Regions from separate parts of the Sus scrofa genome. Here region 2 is linked to region 1. The links are chromatin contacts, called in public Hi-C maps. All regions are on one chromosome and are shown on one strand. Each heading gives the region's core, a stretch centred on a gene start, on an enhancer-like site or on the middle of the called end of the contact. The rest is flanking DNA. Distances are from core to core; before and after follow the strand shown. Region 1 overlaps TEAD1 (TEA domain transcription factor 1). Region 2 overlaps MICAL2 (F-actin-methionine sulfoxide oxidase MICAL2).

What was found. A called contact is a pair of places that touch in the nucleus more often than the background predicts.
Region 2: a Hi-C map of omental adipose tissue shows a contact between it and region 1, with 1.6 times the contacts expected there. The contact joins two enhancer-like sites. A contact is called at or near these places in 6 of 47 Hi-C or Micro-C datasets (adipocytes, brain, embryonic fibroblasts and 3 more) and 1 of 2 datasets of contacts at active chromatin or transcription factors (skeletal muscle).

Annotation. Positions count from the first base shown.
Region 1 is chr2:46,449,264-46,456,086 of Sscrofa11.1, reverse strand. It overlaps TEAD1 (TEA domain transcription factor 1), which reads left to right. Exons shown (of 14, transcript NM_001142669.1): 7 at 495-629; 8 at 1,979-2,025; 9 at 2,897-2,958; 10 at 3,923-4,047. Among named protein-coding and RNA genes, the nearest start is that of RASSF10, 110 kb to the right of the region's middle. Within about 2 kb of position 4,031, at least 4 of the 83 cell types and tissues checked have an H3K27ac peak or open chromatin away from gene starts, as enhancers often do. A contact at or near this core is called in omental adipose tissue, where this site is marked.
Region 2 is chr2:47,106,987-47,113,809 of Sscrofa11.1, reverse strand. MICAL2 (F-actin-methionine sulfoxide oxidase MICAL2) reads left to right here. Exons shown (of 38, transcript XM_021083313.1): 30 at 5,005-5,156; 31 at 6,635-6,823. Among named protein-coding and RNA genes, the nearest start is that of PARVA, 82 kb to the right of the region's middle. Within about 2 kb of position 3,144, at least 20 of the 83 cell types and tissues checked have an H3K27ac peak or open chromatin away from gene starts, as enhancers often do. A contact at or near this core is called in omental adipose tissue, where this site is marked.

The DNA of each region.
Region 1 (6,823 bases), core at 2,782-5,281:
ACTGTGGCCCTAGACAGCGCACAGGGCTGGGCCTCCTCGAGTTCTACCAGCGACCTACTCCAGACCCACCACCACGCCTCTTCTCTCACCCCTCCTCCCATCTGTGTGCTTGAAAGCAGGGCCTTTTTTTTTTTTTTTTTTTTTTTCCTTTCCTCGAGTATGTGAAGTAATAGGAGGCCTCTCCTTTCGGAAGCTGGAAAAATAAATATATTGTCCACTCTTCTCAGAGGCTTCCCATTCTGTTGGAAAATGGATTAAAAAAATTTTTTTTTAAAAAACCTTGCCACTGGGTGTACTCAGTAAATGTTCAGAGTTAAACGGTAGGTTGAGTGTGTTTTAGCCTTCTGGCTGTGTTTATTTATCCGTGCATGTTTGCTTTTCCGGCCTCTTTTGTGGCTCCGTATTTTAGTCCATGTGCTCGTGGCTGTGCCTGTTTAAGCTGCCCGGTAGCCATGCATTGTGTATTAAGTCTGTGTGTCGCTGTCACCTTCAAGGATCAGACTGCGAAGGATAAGGCCCTGCAGCACATGGCCGCCATGTCATCAGCCCAGATCGTCTCGGCCACTGCCATTCACAACAAGCTGGGGCTGCCCGGGATTCCACGCCCCACCTTCCCAGGGGCGCCGGGGGTAAGTCACAGGTTGGAGCCAATAATGATGGCCCCCGGGCACATGGAGTCCACGAGGCTGAGCGTCAAGCCATCCACCTGGCACTTGTTGATTGGCTCAGGTGTAAGAGAGGGGAAAGGCCACCTTGGGATACACGGATGCTGGGTGCAAAATGATGAAAGAAAGCGGGAGTTCCCATCATGGCTCAGTGGTTAACGAACCTGAGTAGTATCCAGATGGACACGGGTTCAATCCCTGGCCTTACTCAGTGGGTTAAGGACCTGGCGTTGCCCTGAGCTGTGATGTAGGTCGCAGACACGTCTCGGATCCTGCATTGCTGTGGCTATGGTATAGGCTGGTGGCTACAGCTCTCATTCAACCCCTAGCCTGGGAACCTCCACATACCACAGTGTGGCCCTAAAAAAAAGACAAAAAGACAAAAAAAAAAAAAAAAAGTAGTGGAAGAAAGCAGGGAGCTGGGGAGAGGAAGAGAGGGAGAGGGAGGGGGTTTTAGTCCCTGAGGCATGCAGTTTAGTATCATTTTTATGGCACCCTTTCAGGTTGTGATCTGCCTCTCTGGCTCTTTTTCCTGCCCCTTGGTCTCTGTTGCTGTGTCCTTGGGGTTGCTTTATGGCAACTAACCCCTCAAGGGACAAATGTATACTAGTACTGTTTTCATTTCACAGCTGCCACAGGCTGAGAAGCTGGCTTAATGTTATGATCTCATTTAATCCTCATCTTAATCTTAAATGCTTCTTAACCATTATTGCCATTTTACAGATGAGAAAACTGAAGTTAATTAGTAACAAAATAGGAGTTGGGATAACTGGATCTTAATCACATGGATAGCCATGCCAGGGCTGCCTGGCTCCCTTTATATCATATTGCCTTTTCAGCAGGCAGGCAGCAGGCACCAAAAGCCTCAGGAAAGCTCGCAGCCTAAGAGGTGTCTGTGTTGCTGTCCAGAGCTCCTGGGCAGAACAGAGCCTTGTCCTCTCCCCATGCTTTGAGCTGTGGAGGCAGAGTGACAGACAGGAAGCTTTTCAGAATGGAGGGAGGAAGAGAAAGATGAGTGTTTCCAGGTTTCCTCTGCCATGCACCCAGATTTCTTTTGGAAGTTAGAAGAACACTGAAAAGCTGCCGCCTGGTCCCTACCCTCAAGGAGGTTTTCCAGCAGATGAGCTAAAGCAAGCTGTAGGTTGCCATCTTGTGCACAGCAGCCAATGTATCTGCATTTAGGGAAAGCCACTTTGCAGCTGGTGGATGATCCGAACCCACTGTCTTTAGCAGGGATTGCAGTGCATAGACGTCCTGAACAGTGCTTTGAGGTGAACTCATAACCCTGAAGCTTTTTGCCTTTTGCCTTCCAGTTCTGGCCGGGAATGATACAAACAGGGCAGCCTGGATCCTCACAAGAGTAAGTCTGAGGAGGGGCCAACACTGCCAGCAAGGGGCTGGTCACAGCCCACCCCACCCCAGGTTGAGGTTTTCTGGCCCCAGACCACCTGGGGGCTGGGAGGCGAAGAGATTGAACCTGAGATCACCAACGTCATCCCCCACTGTTGTCTGCTGAGGCAATAGCAGCAAAGAGACTGTGCAAATCCAGGAGATCTGTAAACACCTCACTCCCACCTTAAGTACTAGTAGGCATGCAGCTAGCAACAGGTGGAGGGTCTCCGTCCCTTCAAGGCCTTGGAGGTAGAGCCTGGGGTCCTTCTAGAGAGGGCAGCAGAGGTGATCCTACAGCCCATTTTATTCCGGCCTTCCCTGTGGTGGGAGCAGCTCATAGGAAATTCTGCTGATGCCTGGTAGGCCAGGGAAGCAAGCTCAGTAAGCTGGAAGGTAAGGGCTGTCTGGGGATAGAAGCTGAATGGAAATCTTGCCTGAGTATTCTCAAAAGAACTGGAGCTATTTAGCTAGAAAAGGAGAGCCTGAGACACGTCCCCAGCCTTGCCTGGAAATGGTGACCGCTTGACCTCAGTCTCTGCAGGGATGAGAAGAATGGTTCATACGTAGCCTATCACAGCATGTGGAGTTGGGCTGACCGGTCCAGCTGGTCCCATTGAATTGGCATGAGGCTTGGTGGTTTGGTCCCCAGTGCCCTCACAGTTCAACAATGTAACTGTCTGTCTTGGCAGTGCTCTACTGGGCTGTGAATCACCTGCAGGCAGGAAACCCTACAGTGGGGAGGACCCCAGGTGAGGCCCCAGCCCTGGAAGGCTAGGGCCAGGCCTGGGAAGTAGCTGCCACTCCTCCGTGGTTTTTGACTCTCTCCATCCTATCTCCAGCGTCAAGCCCTTCGTGCAGCAGGCCTACCCCATCCAGCCGGCGGTCACGGCCCCCATTCCAGGTGAGTCTCTGTAGGACCCTTGGGCCCTGTCCCACAGCCACACATACCCCCTACTTGCAGAGCCTTGGGTGCCCCTGTCTTCCCACCACCCTCCTTAGGGCAGAATGAACCCAGAGCTCAGGGGAGTCATAGGGGTGTCCCCTCCCAGGCCCTGATTCCTCTCAGTCCTCTCCCAGGAGCTCTTCTCATGGGTTTTAGAGAAACAGAAAGCCTGATGACTTTCACTCAGGACCTGGGTCACCCTCAGAAGGGGAAGTGGCTAAAGTTCCTTCCCCATCATAAACAGGCCACATGGGCAATCTCAGTCTGGAAGGAAGATTCACCCCTTTTTCACCCTTTCTTAGATAAGTATATTTCAGTTCCTAGTACTGTTCTTTAAAGGAATGCTTACAGGGAAGCCCAACTAGAAAACACACACCTGGCCAGCCCGCCTCCTACCATGCACGTGAACAGACTCAGTGGGACTCTCTTCATCAAAGACCCCCCAGATTGCAGTGCAATCACATGCGGCCCTCTGCTCCAGTACCATGGAATGTTCCAAGAGGACTTCTGCAGCACTGGTGACTGCAGCCTTTGGAAGGGAGAGGGACGAGCCCAAGGACTGCCCGCGCATCCCTGTCTCACAGGAGGTCTCTGCCAGCCGCCACTTCTTCTCTTCCATCACCCTTGCTGAGGTCCCCAGCAAAGCCCCGTGGCCGAGGACTAGGTGTCCTCATACCACGGCCCTTGACCTGAGCCGGGCCAGCCTTATGGGGAGCCATGTGCGTTGTGCTTCTCTGGCTGGCCACACCTCTGGTTTCCGTGGCCAGAACCTACCATGCCTGGCACTGCTGGACTCTGGCAGAGGGCCCTATTGGCCTTTCCTTCTGAGTCGTCTGTTTTGTAGGGCTCTGCCCCAAGGTTAGCCTGGGTCCGAGGGGAGGCAAGCAGCCAGGTTTAAGGTGATGATGGATTGGTCTTTCAGGGTTTGAGCCAGCGTCAGCCCCAGCTCCCTCGGTCCCAGCCTGGCAGGGCCGCTCCATTGGCACAACCAAACTTCGCCTGGTGGAATTCTCAGCTTTCCTCGAACAGCAGCGAGACCCGGACTCGGTGAGTGTGCTCAGAGAGGTGTGTCTTGAACCCAAGATTTGCTCCTCTTCCCCTGCCCTTGGGCCTGATGAGTAGCCTGCCTGAAAACAGTCCTGAGAAGAATAGCAGAGCAGCCCTTCAACAAAGTAAAAAGACATTTCTGTTGACAAAGATGTAGAACTTTAGACCTGAATGGTTATGGAGGCTCCGGACCTCAAACTCCAGGGATTATTGGAGCTGAACAGAAGGACCTTAGCAGGCTCTTGCAACTGGTAAAATGTAATGCTTATTGAGCCCTACCCTGTAGCGGGCGTTGAGCAAAGCGATTTCAATCACATTTTACCTTTACAAAACCTCTTAATAGTAGGTGCTGTCTGATGCATGAGGAAACAGACAGGTTAAGTAATTTCCCTATAGTGACACAGTTGATATCTGGTGGATTAGAGATTCAAAGTCATATCTTTAAAACTCAGGCCTAAACATGTAGCTGTTATGCTATACTTCTTTTCCAAGCTGTTTTTTTTCTCAAGATGGCAAGTTGTTATTTTCTGAAAGAAAATCCACAGTAATAGTACGTTAGCAGTTTGACGTAGAATGCTATGCACTAGAATACCATAAATACCGATAACATCGAAATCTGGATTCTGTTTGTCTCTTCTCTTCTTTGCCATCCCCCTGCCCCATCTCATGCCTGTCATCCCACAGCTTCTCAGCCAGGCCCACCGTTTCCCCCACATATGTGAGCCTTGCTTCTCCCCCACCCACAAGCCCGAGACCCTTTCCTCACTCCCACTCCTTGCCTGTGAGTGTGAGCCTTGCACCAAGGCAGAAACGAAGAAATCATGTTTGTCTTGGGGATCTTCACGAACTCCTCTCCATGCTCTCTCCCTCACCCCACCCCACCCATCTCGGGGGCTACCGAGAGCGCACAGGTGCCATGCTCTCTGGGTGGTGGCCACCTCGCTGTCAGGCTACTACCATCGAAAAGTGTCATGAATGCGTGCACTGTGTATAAATAGTTCAGGTACCGAATGACCGGAGGTGAGCTATCCGAGGAAGTGTCTGATGGTAGATGGGGGCGATACCATGGGCAGAGGGACTTCCATCAGCCATCACCAGTGTGGACACGCGAAGACCCTGGCATTTCTGTCTGGGAATCGTGAAGGCGGGGAGCTGGTGGAAGAATAGAGCCTGTTCCCGAATTAGGCTGTCGAGGCAGGTAAAGGAAAAGGAGATCATTGAGAACAGGGATGAGAAGGCCATCGGGATCACCCAGGTGTCTGAGTGGCTTTATAAGAAGGGCGATGGGGAGAGCTTAAATACCTGTCTGTGGGAGCCCTGAAATAAACAAGCAGAAAGACCATCATCCTGATTCTTCTTTTTTCTGAGAAGTATAGATGGTTCTTTGGCCGAAGGCTGGGCCTTAGCCTCGTTAGTGTTTTTGCTTTCTGTAACTCAGAGTACTTTGTCTTGGTTATTTCATTTTGCCCTCAAACTGCTTGTGAAGTAGTTTCTGTTTTCCTCATTTTTCAGGTAAAGAAACTGAGGCCCAGACACATTAAAATGACTTAGGATTTTTAGCCAATAAGCAGAAGGACCAGGAGCCAAGATCCTCTGTTTCAGGATACTCGTTTCACTACTGTAAACCACCACCAGTGGTGAAGGTCTCTTGAATTGTGTGTTAGTTTGCGTATCTCCTGTGTGAGGGAATCTCTTTCTTTCCTTGGAATAGGACTCCAAGACACTGGGAAGCAAAATCCCAAGCTGTTAGCTGTTATCCTTATTAAAATACTCAATATAGGAGTTCCTGCTCTGGTGCTGACTGCAGCAGCTCGGGTCACTGCAGGGCAAGGGTTCAATCTCTAGCCCAGCACAGTGGGCTAAAGGATCCAGCATTGCTGCAGCTGTGGTGTAGGTTGCAGCTGTAGCTCAGATTCAGTCCTAGCCCAGGGACTCCATGTCGTGAGGGTGCTGCCGTTAAAAGAAATTTTTTTTTAAAGACAAAATATAATGTTTTACCACAGTTAATTTTTTTTTTTTTTTTAAATTGGAGAAGCCTGTGGCAGCCTATGACTGTCCTCTTCACTTATGGACCTTTTAGGGCCCCGAATGTCCAGTTCCTCTTTTTGTTGTTGTTAGTATCAGTTGGGTTTCACACTGAGTCACTGCTAGATTCATTCAGTCCATTCTGTTTATGTGCACTTGGATGTTGATCATTCAGTCCATGGATGTTGAAGGCGCTCCGTCTGCCAGGGAGGGCTCAGTGCTGCACAGACAACCGCTGACGCTGCTTTTGTGGAAGGTGATGTCTGGTGACAAGGCACACGAAGCAGTTGTCACACATGAGGTCCCTGTGAAGCGTGGTGACTGCTGGGCAGGAAGGATACTGGACGCTGGGAGTGATGGTTGGATGATTGGGACTGGGCAGGCTTCTTTAAAGACGTAGCCCCTACCCTGAGAGGTGGAGGATCGATGCGGGCCAGGGAGGAGTAAGGGAGAAGAGCTTTCCAGAGGCTGATGCTGATGTCTATAAAGCAATGAGGGAAAGCTGGTGAATGGTCTAGAAAGGCAGGGCCTCCGGGTCCTCAGAGGAGAGTCCAGAGAGAGAGATGCTTCATGCACCTTCAGGATTACACCTAAGATCTGAACGGTTCAACTAGACTTGACCTTGTACTGATGAAAGAAAAGGTTTGTCTCTTTAGGTGGGACTCCAATACGTGACCTCCGTGGTGACAGTGGTAACAAATGTGGTCCACTAGAGAGTGAATTTCCAGGGTAGCCGGGACTAGGGGAGGCC
Region 2 (6,823 bases), core at 1,895-4,394, 660 kb before region 1:
CCTTCTGTTACCCTTCTGTTACCCTTCAGCTCCCTTCAAACTCTGCAATTGCACTTGAAAAGGACCCTAGCAATCACTGGCCCCAAGCTTCTTGAACCACAGTTGAGGAAAATGAGGGTCTGTATGGGTTTTTTGCTTTTGTTTTGTTTTTGTTTTTGTCTTTTGTCCTTTTAGGGCCGCACCCGAAACATATGGAGGTTCCCAGGCTAGGGGTTGAATCAGAGCCATAGCTGCCGTCCTACGCCACAGCCAAGCAACACTGGATCCGAGCTGCGTCTGTGACCTACACCACAGCTCACGGCAATGCTGGATCCTTAACCCACTGAGCAAGGCCAGGGATCGAACCCCAACCTCATAGTTCCTAGTCGGATTCATTAACCACGGAGCCACGAAGGAACTCCTAAGGGTCTATATGGTTTGATTCAATACACTGGAGTTGGCCTGGGGGCATCAGCTTAATCTCAGGCAGTAGTGCAGTAGCGGGGAAAGCAATGAAGGAATACACACACACATACACACACACATACATGCAAATACACACTGTCCTGTTCCCTTTTCTGAGCAGGCTGTGGTCCCAAATCCTACATCCCCCAGGAAGGGCCCATGGGTGAAGACCAGGGCTGGGAGGGGACTAAAGCAGCAGGCTCCCACTAGGGGGCACAGTCGTGCAGCATCCTAAAGATTCTGCCCCATTTACACAGCAGGTGTTCCCTCTCCTGTCCTGAAAGAGTGGCAGGGCCTCTTCATCTGATTCCAAATCCATCCCTGCCTTCCACTTCCTCCTGCCCCCACAGTCCCTCTCGGACTTGCTGTAGGAGAGGTGGACCCAGGAAAGCCCTGGCGTAGACACAAATTTGTTTAAAAGAAACGTTGGGATAGGAATAACCTGCCACTTAACGTGATTCCTTCCTTCTGAGTCAAGGCTGATTCCTGGCCAGTGAGTCATCCACCCCCTCCCCGCCCGCCGCCCTGAAACCTCCAGACCTGCAGCCTCCTCTCACTCGGGCCAGGCAGGAAGAAGGGCACTTCTAGAACTGGACCAGAACTGCACCCCTGGGCAGGCCCTCCACCTGGGGACAGCCTAAAGTGACTCTTGAACCATCTTGTAGTCCCCAGCGATGAGGGCGAGAGGAAGGAAAGAATTCATGTTTGCTGGAGGCCTGGGCCAGGCCTTTTCCACATGCTCTCTCGTTTACTCTCCCACCTCAACCCCTCCCCAGTCACAGGAATTCTGCTTCTATGGGTGGGTCTGTTTGGAAGCAGAGATTCCACCTAACGCTTCCAGCCAACTTGAGCACCACTCGTGAGAGAGGCCCAGCCTCACCCTCGAGAAGTGCCTCGTCTGGGGGGAGAGCAGGGAGCCTGGTGGGGGGGGTTGCTGGAGGAGGAACAGGAGGGAGGGGACTGCTAACCAGCAGCAGGGTTTCTCAGCTCTGTCTTTAGTTATCCCGGGAGGGTCAGGTGTTGGTTCTCAAGTGTATGTAAAAGTTGGTTTGAACGCAGGCCTTGAGTTTGAATCATTTCTATTGGCTTAGTGCCTAGCATGGAGGAGGCACCCAGTCCTTGCTTGTAGAATGAATGAATGAATGAATGAATGAACGAACGAAGGAATGAAGGAACTCATTAAAGCACCAGGGACCACGCTAGCTGAACTGAGTCAAACGGAGGGGGGCCGCCAAGAGAACCTGGGTGCAGGCTGTCGCCCCTAGAGGGCGCTCCAAGACTTCGGGAGGAAATGCGCGTCCCCTAAACGCCACATTCTGGGAAGCTGCACCCTGGAATCCGAGTCTTTGTGAAAATCTCCAGAGCCATCTTTTAGGTCATCTTCATTTTGCCCAAAAGGAAGCCCAGTAGGCAAGGCGGAAGGAGCAGAACTTGGGGTACTATCCCTTTGCTGCCTGGTTCAGCCCAGCTCTGGCCCCAGCCCCAGGTAGGAGGACGGAGGGGGTTGCATGCCTGCCCTTAGCACTCTCACCAGCTGACCATGCTCACCAGAATGACCTCCAGGGGCAAGGGGAAAGGTCTCCATTGCCAGAGGGCCCAGAGAAGAGGCAGCGGACAGGGGTGGTGGGGCTCTGGTCTCCTCATCAACCCCCTTTGCACGAGGGGCCTGGAAGGGCCAGTGGCACCCACGACTGAGTCCCCTGCAGAGGATAGGGCCACCCTGGCTGGACCATGCTGAGGTTTCAAGGGAAACAAGGAAGAGCTGGCCAAAAGCACTTGAGTTGGTGAGTGAGAAAGAAGCCTCAGGACCCTGAATTAGACAAGTCCTGGTGGGGGTGTGTGCAGCCCCCCTGGAACAGGTCAGTGGTTCAGCAATGCCTTTATTGGACCCATGTGTGTGCATGGGAGAAAGGGAACCAGGTGGAGTTAATATTGAGCTAGCATGTGACATTGACCTTGTGCTTGGCACTGGGCTCCTCTTTTTATCCCACTTTATTTCCTCAGCCACCCCACAAAATAGCACCAGGCTCCCTATTTTTTCAGATGTGGAAGCAAGGGGCCTGTGACTTGCTCAGTGTCAGGCCACTGGGTGGGTGTGGAGGGGGTGGGGTTCGAGGCTCCCCTATACCATCCTCCGAGGGACCCCAAAGGCCTCGGTGGGTGGGATCTTCCCACCACCTCTCAGCTGGGCTCTGGCCTCATCTTCCCGTCCCAGACCCTCCCCACATCCCAGGCAGTGGCTCGAATGGCAGGCATTTTGTTTCCTGCAGCACCTCAACCCTGCCCCAAGTTCTATCCTGAAGACAGTGTGTGAGGATCACGTGTGGAGAGAGACCCACTCACTGGGTAGGGGTGGAGCTTAGGCAAAGAAGAGAGGGGGCAGCTCCTAGGTCATGACCTTGAGAACCCCAAGGCTTTCCTGTCGGCTTGGTTCCCAAGGTGTCTGGGCTCCGTGTGGGAAGGTTCCTGGATTGCTCCTGGGGGAACGGGGGTGGCGGGGGGCAGTCTGTGGAGCTGAGGGGCCTTTGGCACAAGGTCAGAAGTTTGATTCGGGAGGTGGCAGAGGGGAGAACGAGGGGGCGAGGAAGAGGAGGAGAAGGAATTTGGCAGGAATTCAGCAAACCGAGGACAGGAAGCAAGGCAATGACTGACTCACAACTCTTGCCTTTTTAGGCTCGAAGCATCTGATTGTGGGCTGAGACAGGGAGTTCGGGTGATAGGCAGGCCAGCCAGGCCAGTCGTCTGCCCCGTTTCAGCTCTTGGCAGTCAGGGGCCTTTGTCCCCAGCAGCCCCTTCCTGCCTCCCTCAGATCTGTTTCCCTGAGTTACCTGTCTCCCCCTCCCACCCCCCACAAGCATCCTGAAGCATCTCTCTTGGGCAGCTTTCTGACTGTGTGTGTGGCCAGTTTTTCAGAGCCCAGGATGGGTGCACGCTCTGACATGCATTTGTATGAGGAAAGCGGGCCTGCAGGCAACCCTCCCCCCACCCCCCACCCCAGTAGCTCCCCTGCCAACGGGTTGGAAGGAACTCTTCTGGGGGTGAGGTTTGAGTTTGGCTTCACTGCATCCCAGAAGAAGAGCATGTCAGCCAAAGCTTTGGAGAAACAGGCCAGGGGCTAATGTTAAGAAGCCAGCTGGGGCATTCCTGTTGTGGCACAGAGGAAACGAATCCAACTAGGAACCATGATGTTGCGGGTTTGATCCCTGGCCTCACTCAGTGGGTTAAGGATCCAGCGCTGCCGTGAGCTGTGGTATAGGTAGCAGACCCGGCTCAGATCTGGTGTTGCTGTGGCTGTGGCATAGGCCGGCGGCAACAGCTCCAGCAAGACCCCTAGCCTGGGAGCCTCCATGTGCCATGGGTTCAGCCCTGAAAAGGCAAAAGACAAACAAACAAACAAAAGAAGCCAGCTGAAGTCTGCAGGCTGGGCCCCTCAGAGGGAACCAGAAAGGGGTCAGCTGAACAGACAGAAGTGGGGAGTCCAACAGGAGGGGGTAGTTAGAGGCAGTGGCCCTTGAAGCAGGGGGAGGGTCCCTGGGGAACAGCCTTTATGTGCCAGAAGGGCTCACAGGTGAGCTGGCTGGGCTGAAGGGTCAGACACCGAGTGGGCACATCTGAAAGTGAACATGGCATTTTCTGAGTCCCTCTGAGAACCAGTTGTTGAAATGGTCCAATAGGGAAACAAGATGCTCAAGAGTTTAGGTTTAAGGTCACCTGGTTACTGTTTGCACGTGTGTGTGTGTGTGTGTGTGTGTGTGTGTATCTGGGTGTGCACACGCGTGCTCGTGCACTCACGAGAGAGAGGGAATGAGACTGATCTTATAGGCAATCTTATACTGATCAGAATTCTGCAGTAACTCTAATGGATTTCAGCTCCCACGGTTCAGAACGAGGCTCATCCTCAGCCCTGGTCACCCTCCTTTCTCATGTCAATCTCAGCACACACACGGCACCTCGTTTGCTTCCTAACCAGCAGGACCTTGGCACGGACCCCACTCCATATGCTTCGAATGACTTGATGCCCATAAGAACCTCCCTCCCTTGTGTTCGTGTGCAATCTCCAACTACCCAGCTTGCCCGAGAGCCCCCTGGCTCACATGTGAGAAGGAAGAGCCCATGTCCTTAGCAGTGGCCTCCTGTCCTATCCGTGCCCACAGCCAGGGGTCCAGCATCCATGGGAAGAGGCCTCAGATGGTGTCTTGACTAAGTGATGTCACACAGCCCCAGCACCCACCGCAGTGGCTTTAGGGCAAACGTTAGAGGTAGATTCCATTCCGAGAAACACCCTGTTCCGTCTCTTGGGAACATTCTCACCTACATGGGAGATACAGTGGTTCTTGGTGTTTTTGTTCTGGGATCTTCTTCCCCCACAGGATCCTGCCACTCCTATACCTGTTCTTCTAAGTCCCAAGCAGTGGGCCCCAGGGCCTCTGATTCCCACCTCCAGCATCTTCCTGCCTCTGACCCTGTTTATAGAGAGGCTTCACTGCAAACCTCCTCTTCTCATGGTTAAGATAAGGAAACCACAAGTCTGTAATGGAAAGCATGGTCTTTCCTCCGTAGGCTTGACACCAGCGAACAATGAAAGAATTATGTCGCCTCCAAAGGAAGCGTCTTCTCTTTCTCCTTCCTCATCTTCTCCTTCACCTTCCCTGCCATCTTCTTCTTCAGCCGATGTCTCAAGGAATGCTCTGGATGGCTCCTCCCCACCCCAGGTAAGTGCCCTCAGAGCCCTGCTCAGGTGTGAGGAAGGTGAGCTGCCTGTCCTTCCCATGTCCACACTGAGCTCTGGATTCCTGGCATCCTTAGGTCACCCCAAGTGCAAAGCCAGGGCCAGAGATGCTCTGCCGAGAGTCCACCCCAGGCCTTCTTCCCCTGTCCCTTTCATGACAGTGTGCCCTCCTCCTCTTCAGCCACCCGAGGGCACAGCCACTCCCTCACTCAGTAGATTTTATGGGGCATGGAATCTGGGCTGGACTGCAGGATGCGGAGTTGCTAGGACTGATGCTCTGCCCTGAGGACCTCCCAGAGGGTGTTGAGGCCCTGGCAGCTGGAGGATGACCAGCAGAGAACTGAGGGTGTCTTGGGTAGCAGCTGAGAACCTTAGAAGCAACCTCTCCCCTTGAACAGAGAATGGCATCCTGAGAGAGGTAGGATTAGGCTCTTCCCTTCAGTATGAGTTATCAGCCACTGTGGCCTGCCAGGCCCTGTTCCAGGCTCTGGGAAGTAGAAAACCCAAGACAGAAAAGCACATGCCCATGTGAAACCCATGTCCCATGACCAGAGGTCTTGGAAGGGCACAGCCGCTCCCTCTAGAATCTGCCAGGCTCTTCCATTGCCAAGGCCCAAACTCCTGCATGCTAGAAATGGCTGCTTTCTCAATGGGAGAGGCATGAGTCAGGTTTCAAAGGGTCACTGGAAGATCCTAAAGGCTCTTCTGCCACCACAGCTTCAAGCCTGAAGGGTATTTGTCTCTCCTTACCTTAATGGTCTTCAAGGAAGAAGCCTTGGTTTCTTGGTTGTTGGAAGAGATGTGCCCATTAATAAGAACCATGGCTGAGCCAGCCATAGGGGACCTGTCCTTCTCTATGTGCCTGGCCACCCCCAGTGGCCAGGCCAGCCTTGCTTTCACTGGCTCAGGAGCTTGTCAATGACTTTGCCGTCCCTCTGGCTTCCTACCAACCTAATAATCTAAGACCGAGGAAAGCCTTTGATCGGTGCTCAAATTCCAGCAGATCCCAAGGCAGCCACTTAGAGTGAAGAGTGACCCTCTAAAATTATCCTTGACAGGATTCTTTTTGACTTTGGGTATCTGAGATCTGGAAACAGGAAGGGAGAGGACAGAGATGTGCCTTCTTTGGATAAATTAATGCTAGGGATTTCTTTTTCTTTTTCTTTTTCTTTTTTGTCTTTTGTCTTTTTAGGGCCACATCCATGGCATATGAAAGTTCCCAGTTCTAGGAGTTGAATTGGAGCTATCCTGCTGGCCTCTGCCACCACAGCAATGCCAGATCTGTGCCGTTTCTGCAACCTACACCACAGCTCACAGCAATGCCGCGTCCTTAACCCAATGAGCAAGGCCAGGGATCAAACTTGCAACCTCATGGTTCCTAGTCGGATTCATTTCCACTGCACCACGAAATCCAATGCTAGGGATTTCTAAATCACTGCTGCTTTCTTCCTGTCCCTCCAGGTGACAGTTTACACCCCGAACTCGCAGGTCTCCAGAGGTCATTTCAGTCCTTCCACCCCCATCTTTCTGAGACGAGCCAGAGGCCAAGGACCACCCATGGAACTCTCCCTGCATCTGCCTCATGGCCAAGTGCTGGAGCGGGCAGAATACTGCCTAGTGAGTCCTGGTGGAGATGGCCTCGCAAGCCCC